Linked DNA regions of Sus scrofa: region 2 is linked to region 1. The links are chromatin contacts, called in public HiChIP or PLAC-seq maps. All regions are on one chromosome and are shown on one strand. Each heading gives the region's core, a stretch centred on a gene start, on an enhancer-like site or on the middle of the called end of the contact. The rest is flanking DNA. Distances are from core to core; before and after follow the strand shown.

Region 1 (7,483 bases), core at 1,669-4,168:
TAGCCATGGGCCTACGCCAGAGCCACAGCAACGAGGGATCTGAGCCGCATCTGCGACCTACACCACAGCTCACGGCAACGCTGGATCCTTAACCCACTGAGCGAGGCCAGGGACCGAACCCGAAACCTCATGGTTCCTAGTTGGATTCGTTAACCACTGCGCCACGACGGGAACTCCTGAATTGTATATTTTAAAGTGGTGAAGTTTGTTATGTGATGTTTATGTCACGTGTAATAACAAAAGAGAAAAAATTACTAAAAGCCAACAACATATGCTTCCTATTGTCTTTGGAATGTTGATATATGGATACAAATCAGCTAAAATAATAAAGCACAGGAGTTATCCCATTAATATTTGTTCTGTAAAAACACACGTGCTGCAGTTTAGGTGAGAAGTCAAAGTTCACGTAGATTACGATCAAGAGCAGTTAGGGATCAAGGGAGAGCTAAGTGGAAAGGACTTGACTGTTACGACTCTGGCTAATTTTAAACTCCCACATGAAAACTCATCTGCTCATTGGAGCAGCACTTGGAAAAAACAAGGCTTGTTAAAACGTTGGGGTACGCTAATTCGTGGGTCAAATCCTGCCTCCAAGGAACAAGTTCGTCATTTTGAGAGATGGACAGGCTCTTGCGGTGCCCTCAGCAGCTGTGATCTGGGCTACCTGTGGAGCTCCCGTGTACTCCTGCCTTTCCCGGTGAAGACCCACCACCACTACCTCACTTGTTGGGTGGGTGGAGCATCCATGCTAGCGAGTGTAGGATTTGACTTGTTTGTGGGGATGGAATGCATACCTCACACGGGCCCTGTCTCGTTACCAGAGCAGGTCTTTCCCTTCATTTCTGCGTTCTCTGCAGGAGATCAGGCGTTAAGACGCTCACCTCGGTGAGCTCTGGAGCACACCTTGCCAAGTGTCGTATTTCTTACCCTCGAGGAAGAGCCTTGGTCTGCAGTGTTGGCTTTTCATTATTTAGTGGGACACACTGTGTTCTTACTGACCAGTCCATGCCGGATATGGCTTCTCTCTCCCCCCTTTCTTCCCGTCTTCCTCCCTTCTTTCCTTTCCGTTTTTCTTTCTTTTATTTCCTCATCCCCTCTCCCTCCCCCTCCTCCTTCTTCAACAGTGAGGATATAAATAAGCCCTCTGCATCTTACTAGGTGGCGATGACTAATCCACCTTGGGACGGCCCTGATGGCGGGGTGGGGTGGAACGAATTACTCTCATAGTTTGACTATGAAATTCACATAAAATAGATGCAAAGTCATCTAAAGGGGCAGAACGGCCGCGAAGGCTAGATACAGAAGGAAAAAGAAGTTGGCAAAACAAAACTCAGCCGTGCTTTCTCAGGCTCCATCCAGGAGAGAACAGGATGTGGGGATTCCTGTCCCCAGGGTAGGAGGCCATGGTCAGTGTGGAGGTGGGCAGAGGGTGGTGACCAAAGGACTTGCTGAGCTGAGGACCGGCTGGCATTATCACTCTTCGGTGAATCGGGTGCACCTTAAAATTGGAGTTCCTGCCTTTCTTCCCCTCATGGATTCAGCGTCCACCCCCAGCCTTCAGAGCACATCTGCCTTCTGTAGGACACCGAGCTGCAGCAGCCAAGAGCCCAGGCTCTGATTTATACCACATGATTCAGTGCCCAGCAATACCACTCACCAGATCTGTCATCTCACAACTTACTCTCTGACTTTCTCCGTAAGGGGGTTTAACCACAGTTCCTACCTGATAGGCGTGTGGTGAGGATTACACGAGGTTATCACGTTAAGGGCCTCGCGCTCTGCTCAGCACGCTGTTAACAAATGCCAACCATGACGATGCTGGCTCCTGTTGTGTTCTTGCAGCGCAGGCGTGTCAGTGGGGCGATTGTTTTTCACTGAGAGTTGCTAAGCTGGGCTTCTGACTTACTATGTTAATCTCTTGAATTTAGTGTAAATCTGACAGGAGGAGAGGGGTGTGGACTGAGATCTGGGGTTCCAACTCTGCCTGCAGATTAGCACTAAGGCTGAGGTTATCAGTGGGGCTTCAAGAGGTGCCTCGGCATCTGGCTGCTGAAGATACTCTCTTAGGTAGAAGCTTGCTTTGAATTTCCCCAGGAGGAGATGCCACAGAGGAAGGAATAAAGTGGGACCAGGGGTTCACATGGTGCTAAAAAGCTGAAATACTGGTTGAATGAGGGCTGGGTTTACATACACCAGGTCATACCCTTTGCAAAGCCCTCTGAAAGACTTTCCTCCTGCTCTTCAGGTGAAAAGCAGACTTCACGCTAAGGTCCACAGGGTCCTTCCTATCCAGCAATTTCTGCCCTTCTGACAATGTGACCCAACTCTTCCTTGCTTGCCAAGCTCTAATCCAGGGGCTGGCAAAGGACAGCAAGTTTCTGTAAGGTTGTACTGGGGAACAGCACATGCGTTTGTTTGCATATTGCCTACGGTGGCTTTTGTGCAGCAGTGGCAGAGGTGGGTGGTTGAGACGGAGACTACACAGCCCACAAGATCACACAGTAACAGCTGACTGCAGGGGACCTGGGACATGATTAGCACATGGCCCCCACTAGGTCCCTGGGACTCACTGCACAGCTGATAACCTCTGGCGCACATTTTGAAAAACACTGACTTTACTCATTTGACTGGCATTTTGAAGAAAGTGACTCTGGTATCTTGATAACATTTGTAACTACCTGACGTAGCCATCCTCCCACCACCAGTGCTTCAAGAACATTCAACAGGAGGTCAATGACCTTCCAGTTTCACGCTGTCTAAATTCACTGCCTAATAATAAGGAATAACAATAATAATAATAATAATAGTAGTAACCAATGTATATGATATGCTTCAAGTGCATGACCTAACCTAATCCTTACCTATGAGGTAAGTGCTTTTGCTGTCCATTTTACAGAAGAGGAAGTGGAGGAAAAGAGAAGTTAAGTAACTTGTCTAAGTTGCATAATAATTAGTGATGAACGGTGGATCGAGACAGCAAAACCAGCTTTCTGAGGCGGAGCACCAATGAATTTGCTGTAGCTCTATTAGCACGTCGTCTGCTTAAACTAATACCGCATCCTTGTATAGTAGTTTACAGTTTACAAAAAGATGAGATTGTTCTAGTTTTCCAGATAAGGAAACTGAAGCGGGAAAGGTACATGATGTGACCAGGTTATGCATCCACTTCAACTGAGAGGAACATTAGGAACTGGGTGTCTGGATCCCCCCCCATCAGAAAGAGAAGCAAAAGTTGACCTATGAGCAGCCACCTGCTCTCTAGCCCCACCACACGCCTAGAACCCAGGTACCACAGGACCACCGGCTGTCTGCATGGCCTCATATCCCCAAATGCCAAATACATATCCCTTGAGAAAGAAGTTATGCTCCTAAGAATATGCCCTACCTCCCTAGGGATAAGAGAGGAGGCACTGTGTGCTAATAACAAACTGGAAAGTGACCTCATATCAACCAATGGGAAGACTGTTCAATCAATTCTGTTGCACCCACAAGATGGAATGCTGCTATGCAAAATCATCATTTCCTAATCGCCTGAGTAAATGCTCACAATAAAATAATAAGTGTGTGTGCACTTATTATACTTACTGAAAATACATACTTATTTATATATGAGTTTGTGTAGGTTGTGTGTATACAAAACACAGACAATACTACTATCTTTTTAAAATATACCTTTATGTATTTCACGCCTTTATATTAGATTATGTTTTCTAAAATGAAATGAGTTTATGTTACATAACTTCACAGGAAGTGGATTAAACTATCACCCACGGTTCCCTTTCAGAAGTGGATGGTAGACCGTTGATTATTTCCTTTAATATATCTTCCCGTACTTTTCTACTTCCTCCAATAAGTATTACTTCTAGAAGGAGAAACGTTTCACAGTGCATGTTATCTTGAGGAAAGATGTTGGTAGCCCATGTTTCACAGCCTGTCTCCTCAGCAAGGTCCTACCCTGTTTGGGAGTGTTGAGCATTTACATGCAACCACTAAAAACACCTCCCCATTTTGAACTTGTAAATAATTCTGATTTTCATTTAGGAACTCCCAGTTCACCGCTGGTATCAGCTAAATATGTGAATTCAACCATTTACAATGTTGCTTGAGCAGAGATGTGGGGAGGAGAGATGAGGTTTTAGTCTTTGGAGCTTCATGGGAGGTACTGTTTCTTGTCTCTTCAGGGCAGAAAAGGGAAGAGGTTCAGATGTGGCTTAGATCAAGAGAGTCCAGGACTGACTGGGTGTAAACAGTGGTTCTGGAGCTTGAGGGAGGAAGGTAGAGCACTCCCTTTCCCAATGCACTCATTTGTCTCTACTGATTTTCAACAGGAGGGCTTAGGAACCTCCAGAGCAAAGACCGGAACCCTGGCTATCCATGCACTGCAAACCGGAGCCTGCACAATGAGCCTGCTCCCTGATGGAGGTGGATGGTAGAGGGGCGGGTGTCTTCAGGGAAGAGGGAAAGTGGCACTGCAGTCCCAGGAGTAAAGGTTGACATTTGTGGAGAGTGGGGGTTACAGGTGGTCTCTCAGTGGATCCCAGAACTTGTCCTGACCCAGGTGCCCAGGGGGACATTTGCAGCCTTGGAGAAAGGCGCAGTGGATGTGACTTGGAAGAATGGTGCCCCTACAGTGGTAGGAAGATACTGGGACTCCAGTAACTCTGAGGTGGGGTCCCTGAGTGGGTGTGCCACAGCAGTGGCATTTTCTGCCTTTGAATCCTGGTGACCTTGGCTTGGACACAGAGATGCCCCTCCTTGAGGAGGTGGTCGTAGCGCAGAGGAGGCAGCAGCAGAGTTTCAAAGGTGGAGACACAGAGCATGGGAAGAACTGTCAAGAGTGGGTAAACAGGTGTCTTGCTTGGCCCCTGAACCTCCAAGGGAGCCAAGGAAGCCCCACGAAGTAGAGCAAATCTGCTGGGGAACTTCAGGCTGAATGTCACCCTGTGTGTTCTCTCTTTGCTGAGCAGGAAGGTGACAAGGGCTTCCAGTTTAGGGCACTGGCAGGTATTCCGAATTCACCAGCAGGATTTGAGGCAGTGGTCATGGTGACAGCCAGGGCAATGGGGACAGACTTCTGGTCCTAAGGGCACCTTTGTGGAAGCACCCAAGCCCAGCTCCATGGATTCCTGCCATGGTGGGGACACCCCACTCAATTATTTCTGACTACATGTCAGTACCCCATGGCACTTCAAGAAGTATTTAGAGGGAAAAGACTCTTTAAAAAGCTGATGTAAAGCAGGGAACACTCAGAATTAGAGAGGTGTGCAATCCTTGGGGCAAGTTTGTTTAAGCAAAGCAAGCCAAAGGTCTGTGAAGGCATGTGATTCTCTACAAATTCAGCATCCTTCTGGAGCAGTTCGCTTCCACAGTATTGCTGTCATTCTTTCAAGTAGATGCCCTAATAGGACTCCATTTTTCATTAGATGAGAGAAACACCATGTTGTGAGGCAAATCTGGATAATACATCACCACAGACATTTTATTTTCAGAGGCTGTCCCGGCAAGGGAGCTCCTCAATCTGCCTGCGGTATACTTAGCAGCTCCCCAACGGTGACACCCCCTACCCCTATTTATTCTTTCCCTCCTCCCATTCAAGCTGAAGCCAGCTCTCATGGCAGGAAGGTGACGTGGTATGCAAATTCATCTAAAATGGCAAATAACTGACAGTAGCTTGCGTTAGAGTTTCTGTTTTAAAGGAGGACGTCTGGGGTCCACGGTGCCTGAATGGGGCAGAATCAGGCTAATTGTGAAATTCTTTCAACATGAGAGGCTGCTAGAGGGAGACTTTTGGGCAGAGGAGCTTCCTGGAATCTATTAACGATGCCCCAAAGGCAACTCAGCTGACTCATAAAGTTAACTCTGAAGGTGACTATGACATAGCTAATAATCCCTAAGCCTGAGCTGCCTGAACGCCAGAGTTCCTTCTGAGGATGGTGGAATAGACATGACCGTCCCTAATTCACAGCCAAGACGCTGGGGAGCAGAGAGGGCCGCTCACACGCCCTGGCCTCTCAACTAGAAACCGGGGCAAGGCATCTTTCTAGGCCAAAAGGCCAAGTGTCCAAGAAAAGGGTGTTTTCTTTGGCCCTGATGGGTATCCTGGAATATGAGGTTGTAAGGGACTTACAGCTCAGCTACGTTTTCTGGTCTGCAAGTCTCTCTTTCTGTCACACGCCATCTCCCATCCCTCAGCCCATCCCACAGACTCCCCCTTGAGATGCTGTGCTGAAAAGAACACCTACACCAGCTCCACCCCGACCAGGCTTCACCCTCTCTGATTTATAGGATGGCAACAGCTTCCTGACTGTCTTCTGGCTTCTATAGAGCAAACGCCAGCCAGAGGGATCCTGGTAAAACTAAGCCGGGTCATGGCAGGTCCTTGGCTTAAAAGCCCCAGTAGCTCCTTGTTTCACTTGGCATCAGAGTCAGCCACACTGCCTGCCTTGCCGTTCCTCAAACTTGCCAAGCACCGTCCTTTCTACTTGCTGTTCCCCTACCCAAAGACAACCCACCAACCCCCACCCTCACCCGGCTCCCCAGTATCCACATAATGAGCTCCTTCCCTTTATTCAGACCTCTGCTCAAATGCCACCTCCTTGGGGAACCCCCACCGCACTCAGTCTAAAACAGCCCCCTCTCAGCACTTCCCATCCTCTCTGTTTTCATTTTCTTCATCGCAGTTTTCATCTGACACCTTATGTATCTTAAAAAGATGCATTGTCTGGCTCTCTTATCTAGACGTAAGTAAGCACCATGTGAGTTTTGTTTGGTTTGCTGCTATAGCCTCGTTGCCTAGAATAGTACCTGGCCCCCACTCGCTGAATAAATGAAACTGAGAAACTCACATTTCTTTTTTAGATAAGAATATCTTCTTCCTTTTTGGTTTAAACTATTCAGCACATGGTATCCGTCCTGCGATAAAAAAATTATTTTTTTTTTCGAAGCTCTGACCTCTGGGTGATCTTTAGCAAGTCACTTGACTCCCGTTCCAACTCACTTTACCCATCTGTAGAGTGGACATGAAAAAAACACCACCTACCTTCCTTCCCAGACACTTCACTGAAGCAGCCTCGGACAAGACTTCTTTGTCCTTTGAGGGAAGATGCCACACAGAAGAAAATTCTCCTGATGAAATTACGATAAAAGCCCCAGGAGGGTAGGAGCTGTGCTTTGTTTCTCTCCATTCTTGCACAGCGTAGACATTCATTAAATGCTTATCGGAGTTAGTATCTGTGGGTCATAAATGCACCTGCTTCTGCAGCTCTGCTCACGGAAGCTGGCCCCTTTCTGGGCTAACGCTCTCAAACGGCAGAAGAATGAAATCTAGCCTAGAAGTGACGTAGATTCCTTTTTTTCCAGAGGAAGCCAACTGTACAGCCCTTGATGGACAAACAGCGCCCTTCAGTGAGTTCTTGGCTTTGGTGAAGCAGGCAATTTCATAAAAGAGAAACATGCACATCAGAGGATTCTTTCTCTCAGCTAC
Region 2 (7,483 bases), core at 3,256-5,755, 130 kb after region 1:
TGGGCAAAGACCTAAACAGACATTTCTCCAAAGACATGCAGATAGCCAACAGGCACCTGAAAAAAAAAATGTTCAACATCACTAATTATTGGGGAAATGCAAATCAAAACTACAATGAGGTATGACCTCACACTGGTCAGAATGGCCATCATTAATAAGTTTACAAATCACAGATGCTGGAAGAGTGTAGAGAAAAGGGAATCTTCCTTCTCTGTTGGTGGGAATTTAAATTGGTACAACCACTGTGGAAAACAGTATGGAGGTTCCTCAGAAAACTAAATATAGAACTACCACATGATCCAGCAACTCTACTCCTGGACATATATCCAGACAAAACTTTCATTCAAAAAGGTACATGCATCCCTATTTTGGAGTTCCTGTTTTGACTCAGCGGTAATAAATCCAGCTAGGATCCCTGAGGATGCAGGTTCCATCCTGCTGGCCTTGCTCTGTGGGTTAAGGATCTGGCATTGCTGTGAGCTGTGGTGTACGCTGCAGACATGGCTCGGATCCTGCATTGCTGTGGTGGTGGCGTAGGCTGGCAGCTGTAGCTCTGATTTGACCCCTAGCCTGGGAACTTCCACATGCCCTGGGTGAGGCCCTAAAAAAAGCAAAGCAGAGCAAAACAAAACAAAAAGATACATGTACCCCTATGTTCACTGCAGCAAAATTCACAATAACCAAGACATGGAAACAAACTAAATTTCCATAGACAAATGAGTAGACTAAGAAGATGTGGTACATGTATACAATGGGATACTACTCAGCCATAAAAATAACAAGATAATGCCATTTGTAGCAACATGGATGGAACCAGAGATTCTCATACTAAGTGAAGTAAGTCAGAAAGAGAAAGGCAAATGCCTTATATCACTTATATGTGGAATCTAAAACATGGCACAAATGAACCTATTTACAGAACAGAAACAAACTGATGGGCATGGAAAAGAGACTTGGGGATGTCAAGTGGGAGGGGGAAGGAGTGGGAGGGGGAAGGAGTGGGATGGACTGGAGATTGGGGTGAGTAGATGCAAACTATTGCATTTGGAGTGGATAAGCAATGAGGTCCTGCGGTATAGCACAGGAAATTATATCTAATCACTTGTGATGGAACATGATGGAAGATATTATGAGAAAATATTTATGTATAACTGGATCACTTTCCTGTACAGCAGAAATTGACAGATCATTGTAAACTAACTATAATGAAATTTTTTTAAAAAAATGCACCCATCTGATTAACTATGTTAAAATGTCCCTTTATATAAAATATATTGGTTTAAACCCAAGAAGGCCAAATAGTCCCTATTAATTATTACTACTTACAAACTAGTGAAAATGCTCAGGGAGATTCAGGGCCACATACAGGCTATGGTTCCCTCCTTGAAGAGCTCTACTTGTTCACAGATAGATTTAGAGTCTGAGAACGCAAGTCTGCTTGAGAATTTACCAAAATCCACTTCCCAATGGGGCATGGGTGTTTGAAAATACCTTCTGAAATTAGGTAAATTTTATGGATTCATTTCAGTGTGCACATGAGAAACAGGATAAGTTTCTGATTATATAAAAGCAATATCCCATCTGTGTAAAAGATTCAGACTATAGCAAAAAGAACATGGAATGAATTAAAACATAGAAACTACCTTTAATCCTACTCTTGGAGATAATTTATAACATTTTGCTATATTTCCATTCACCATAATAATACGTTTTTATGATCAGTTATAGTCTAATAATTTTGAAGACTTGTTTAGAATGGATAAATTCCTAGATAAATGATGAAATCCAAAACTTGTATAGCAAAGAAATAGAGAATTTGACTACATCAGTGTGTACTGAATGATTTGAAAAGATAAAGAAAGACTTGTTTTTCTCAAAAAACTTCAGGCCCAGATGGTTTTAGTGGAAAGTTCTACCAAACTTTTCAGGAATATTCATTTGAACCTCACACAAGTTTTTAGCAAGTAGAAAACAGAAAAATCTACATATATCACCTTATGAAGCTAGCAAAACCTTAGTCCAAAGTTAGATAAGGAAAATACATAAAAATAGACTAATTTTACTTATTAACATAGATTCAAAAATCCTAGATAAAATATTAACTAATCTGACTGTAGATTTAAAAATAATACATTAAGATAAATACAGCTTATATCAGGCATACAAGATGTCTCAACAGAGGAAATTCATATATATATAGGAATTAACATATATAGGTTAGTATGTTAACATTCTAATTGAGAAAATTATATGATGATATCAATCATGATAAAAACACATTTGATAATATTCTATTCAGATTTTTGATTAAAACTCTTACACTAGGAATAGCAGAGAATTTCTTAACTTGATAAAGGTTATTTATTCTAAAAACCTATAGTAAGTATTATACTAAATGGAGAAACTTGAGATTCATTCTCTTTAAGATAAAAGTAAGACAAAGATGGTTACTATTATCACTAGAAGTTGGCTAAAAAAAAAGAAGCTGGAATTTCTGTCATGGCTCAGCGGATAATGAACTTGACCAGTGTCCATGAGGATGCAGGTTCAATCTCTGGTCTTGCTCAGTGGTTAAGGATCCGGTATTGCCGTGAGCTGCGGTATAGTTCACAGATGTGGCTTGGATCCCACATTGCTGTGGCTGTGGCATAGGCCAGAAGCTGCAGCTCCGACTCAACCTGTAACCTGGGAACTTCCTTATGCCTCAGATGTGGTCCTAAAAAGCAAAAAGCAGAAAAAAGCTAAAGAAAACACAAAGAAATAATAACAATGAGGATTAGAAGGGGTGGTAGATTATACTCTGGTTCACAATTATTTTTTTTTTTTATTATTTGTCTTTTTAGGGCTGCACCTGTGGCATATGGAGGTTCCCAGGCTAGGGGTCGAATTGGAGCTACAGCTGCCAGCCTACACCACAGCCACAGCAATGCCAGATCCAAGCCACATCTGCGGCCTACACCACAGCTCACGGCAATGCCAGATCCTTAGCCCACTGAGCGAGGCCAGGGATCAAACCCGCCACCTCATGGTTCCCAGTTGGCTTCGTTTCCACTGTGCCACGATGGGAACTCCAGTTTCACATTTATTACCCACTTCCCTGCAAGGGAAGGCACACTTGCCTGGCCACTGCCATGTAGTTTGCAGAGCTTAAAACCCTGTTGTCATCAGGCTTTACCATGGGATTTGTTTTTGCCAATGAATGTGAATGGATTTGATGCTGCGCCAGTTCTCAGCAGAAGCTTTGAGCCACTGTGTGGATTAGCTGGCTGCCTAGTGCTTTTTCTCTGGTATAGGATGGAATGTCCCTGATTAAGGCAGAGCTGAAGACAACATATATTCAACATGTTACATGAGTGAGAAATAAGGTTTTACTGTTATTAGTCATTGAGCTTTGGGGATTGTTCGGTAGCATAACTTAGTGAGAGCTGACTAATAGAGAAGGTAAGAGATAAAATTATCTTCCTTTGCATATGATATGATCATTCATCTAGAAAACCCAACAGATTCAAAAGACAGACTAATAGAACCAGTAAGAGAAAGAACTGAGATCTTTGACTATGAGATCAATTTTTTTTTAGAAGTAGCAACTGCCATTCAGAAGACATAATAAATAATAATACATCATTCGCACTATCAAGAAATTAAACATGTAAGAGTTAATTAATTATCCTAATCAATAATGTATAAGATATCTACAGAGAAAACGGAAAACTTTAAAATATTGATAAGGGACATAAAAGATGATCTGAATAAATGAAGAAAATTCTATGCTTTTGGATGAGCCAACTGAATATTATACTAGGAAGGCATCAATTCTCCCACTTAATTGATAAAGTCAAGGCAACTCCAACAAAAATTCTTCTTAGACTTTTTTGAGGAATGTGATAACAACTTGCTTTAAAATTCTTTTTGGGGAATAAGAGTTTATGAATGGCTAAGTCAAGTTTAAAAAATAAATAGAAAGGGAGCTTGTCCTTCTAGATATAGAAACATATAACAAAGCCATAGTAACAAAAACAGTGATGCATTGGTGAAAAAACCAAACAAACAATAAAGCAGATAAATAGGCCTATGAAATAGGACAGAGAATTCAGATACAGATCCATATGTGTATGTGGAAACCAAAATATGATGAAGAGGATATTACAAATAGTACCTAGCAGCTTACTTTAGGAAAACTGGCTCACTATAGAGGCAGAAATAAAACTGGATCTTTGCCTCATATATCATACAAATGTGAACTCCACATGGATTAAAGACTTAAGAGAAAAAAGTACAACCATAAAGTTAATGGAGCACAATGTAGGAGGATATCTTGGTGACTCAAGGGCAGGGAAAATCTTTTCAAGCAAAATTTCAAATGCAAAAATCTTAAGGCAAAGTACTGATGACTCTGAGTTTATCTACGTTAAGGCTTCCTGTTCAAAGAGGTCACCATGGACACATCTATTACACAGAAGGAAATAGGAGAAAAATACTCAAAATGTCAAAACCCCACTGCATGAATAACACAAGTAACTTCTGCAAACCAAAAAAGGGCAGCAACCCCAATAGGAAAGTAGTCAAAGGATACAGGAAGGCCATTTACAGAAGAGGAAACTTGAATTATGACTACACATGTGAAGAGAAGTAATGCTTCAAATTATTAGTAATCTGAGAAATTTTAAAGAGAATGTACTGGATCTATAGATGACTTTGGGTAGTATGGACATTTCTTTTTCGGCCGCCCCATGGCATGTGGGGCTCCAGGGCCAGGGGTCAGATCCAAGCCAGAGCTGCGATCTGTAACACAGTTGCAGCAACATTAGATCCTCAACCCACTGTGCCGGTCGAACCTGTGTCCCAGTGCTCCACAGATGCCACCAAACCTGTTGTGCCACAGAGGGAACTCCATTATGGACATTTTAACAATAATAATTCTTCTGCTCCACAGACATGAAATAACTTTCCATTTGTTTGCATATTCTTCAATTTCTTTCATCAACGTCTCATAGTTTTCATTGTACAGACCTTTCGCTTTCTTGGTTAAAAATTATTCTTAAGTATTTTATTAATTTTGATGCTATTGTGAATGTGGTTATCATATTTGTTTTACTTTGTATTTCATTATTAATATATAAAAATGCAACTTATTTGTGTATGTTCATTTTATATTCCATAACTTTACTAAATTCATTGCTTAATTTCAACAATTTTTTGGTTGAGTCTTCAGAATTTTCTATATTTGATTGTACGGTATGCAACTAAAGACAATTGTACTTCTTCCTTTCCAAGTGGATGCCTTTTATTTCTTTTTCTTGACTGATTGCCCTAAAACTCCATTACTATGTTGATTAAGAAAAGGTGATAGTGGGAATCCTTGCCTGTTCCCTATCTTAAAAGAAAATGCTTTCAACCTTTCATCAATAAGTATGATATTAGCTGTGAGTTTGTGATATATGGCCTCTATTATGTTGGAGTATATTCTTTCTGTACTCAATTTGTGGAGAAAAAGAAAGCTGGAGGCATCACATTTCCTGATTTCAAACTATACTGCAAAGCCACTGCAATCAAAACACTGTGGTATTGGTATAAAAATAGATGCGCAGAACAAAATCATAGGACCTCCAAATAAACCCCCTCATAGATGGTCAACTAAATTTGAAGGGGATAAAGGAAAACTCAATGGGGAAAGGACAGTCTCTTCAAAAGTGATGTTGGGAAAACTGAATAACCACATGCAGAAAAAGAAATTAAACTCCTTACACGCTCATCAAAATTAACTCAAAATTAATTAAAGACTTAAATATAAGACCTGAAGATATAAGCTCCTAGAGGAAAACATAGGGTAAAAAGTGATTTTTTTGGATATTACACCAAAAGTACAGACAATAAAAGCAAAAATTGACAAGTAGGACTGCATCACACTTAAAAGCTTCTCTACAGAAAATAAAACAATCAACAAAATAAACAGGAAACTTATAGAATGGGAGAAAATATTTGTAACACATAGTTCTGATAAGGGATTAATATCCAAAATATAGGAAAAACTAATACAACTCAATAACAAAAAACATACTGACTGAAAAATAGGCAGAGGAACTGAGTAGAGATTTTTCCAGAGAAGACATTCAGCTGGCCAATGCATACATGGAAAGGTACTTAAATTATTATCACTAATCATCAGGGAAATTATAATCAAATCACAATGAGATATCACCTCACACCTGTTAGAATGGCTATTATCAAAAAGATAAGAGATAAGGTTGGAGGAGGGTGTGGATAAAAGGGAACTCTTGTGTAATCACCATGGGAATGTAAATTGGTGCAACCACCTTGGAAAACAGTATGGCAGTTCCTCAAAAAATTAAAAAGAGAACTACCATATGATCTAGCAATCCTGCTTCTGGGTATACATGCAAAGGAAATGAAAATAAGATATTGAAGAGGTATCTGCATTCCCATGTTTCCTGCAGCATTATTCACAGTAGTCAAAATATGGAAACAACCTGTGTCCATCAACAGATGAATAGATCAAGAAGGTGTGGTATATATGTACACATATACAATGGAATATTATTCAGTCATGAGAAAGAAGGAAATCCTGCCATTTGTGACAATGTGGATGGAATTTGAGGGTATTATGCCAAATGAGAGAAGTCAGACAAGAGAAAGACAATACTGTATGATGTCACTTATTTGTGGAATCTAAAAAAGCAGGACTTGGAGAAGCAGAGAGTAGAATGATGGTTACCAGGGTCCTGGTGTATAAGAGTTGGGAAGATGTTGGTCAAAGAGTACAAAGATGAATAAATTTTGGACATCAAATGCATGCATAGCATTGTGATTATAGCTAAGGATACCATATCATGTATTTTGAAGTTGCTAAGAGATTATAGTGTTCTCCTATATGTTCTCACCACAAAAAAGACATCATTGTGTGACCAATGGAGGAGTTAGCTTACACTATGACGGTGATTATATTGCAGTATTAATGTATCAAGTCAAGGTGTTGTACACCCTAAACTCACACAATCTTATATGTTCGTTGTATCTCAGTTAAAAAATGATAAGAGTTTTGGGTGATGCTGAAAGACAATGAAGGAAGAGGATAAATTTCACTCATGTGAATTAATCCTAGCCGTCTAATAAAAACAATGTCCTCAGTGGGTTACCGGGCGTGCTTCACAAGAACTGAGTCTACATGAGAAGATAATAATAGCTTCAAAGGATATATGCTCATGGGAAGGGAAATGTTTAACAGCTTTGTGCTGATTCCTCTTCATAATCATGACAGCACGGAGTGTTGGAACACAGCTTTATACTTGTCAAATGCTAGCACAGCCTCTGGCCCATTTGATCCTCCCAAGAGCCAAATGGGAGAGGTCAAGGAAGTGACGTCATCACCTTTTTGAAGATGAGGAAAGTGAGGCTCTAAGGATCTCAGGATTTTCCCCAAGTTTACAGCAGTATCTTCCTGGGAACTCCAAGTCCAGTGTTTTTC

What was found. HiChIP or PLAC-seq counts read pairs in DNA pulled down with a chosen protein or histone mark.
Region 2: a contact with region 1 is called in an H3K27ac HiChIP or PLAC-seq map of alveolar macrophages, with 2.4 times the contacts expected there. The contact joins two enhancer-like sites. A contact is called at or near these places in 2 of 2 datasets of contacts at active chromatin or transcription factors (alveolar macrophages and skeletal muscle).

Annotation. Positions count from the first base shown.
Region 1 is chr2:144,948,828-144,956,310 of Sscrofa11.1, forward strand. It overlaps a transcript of NR3C1 not described here. Among named protein-coding and RNA genes, the nearest start is that of NR3C1, 23 kb to the left of the region's middle. Within about 2 kb of position 2,919, at least 3 of the 83 cell types and tissues checked have an H3K27ac peak or open chromatin away from gene starts, as enhancers often do. A contact at or near this core is called in alveolar macrophages, where this site is marked.
Region 2 is chr2:145,077,641-145,085,123 of Sscrofa11.1, forward strand. No RefSeq gene overlaps it. Among named protein-coding and RNA genes, the nearest start is that of NR3C1, 150 kb to the left of the region's middle. Within about 2 kb of position 4,506, at least 2 of the 83 cell types and tissues checked have an H3K27ac peak or open chromatin away from gene starts, as enhancers often do. A contact at or near this core is called in alveolar macrophages, where this site is marked.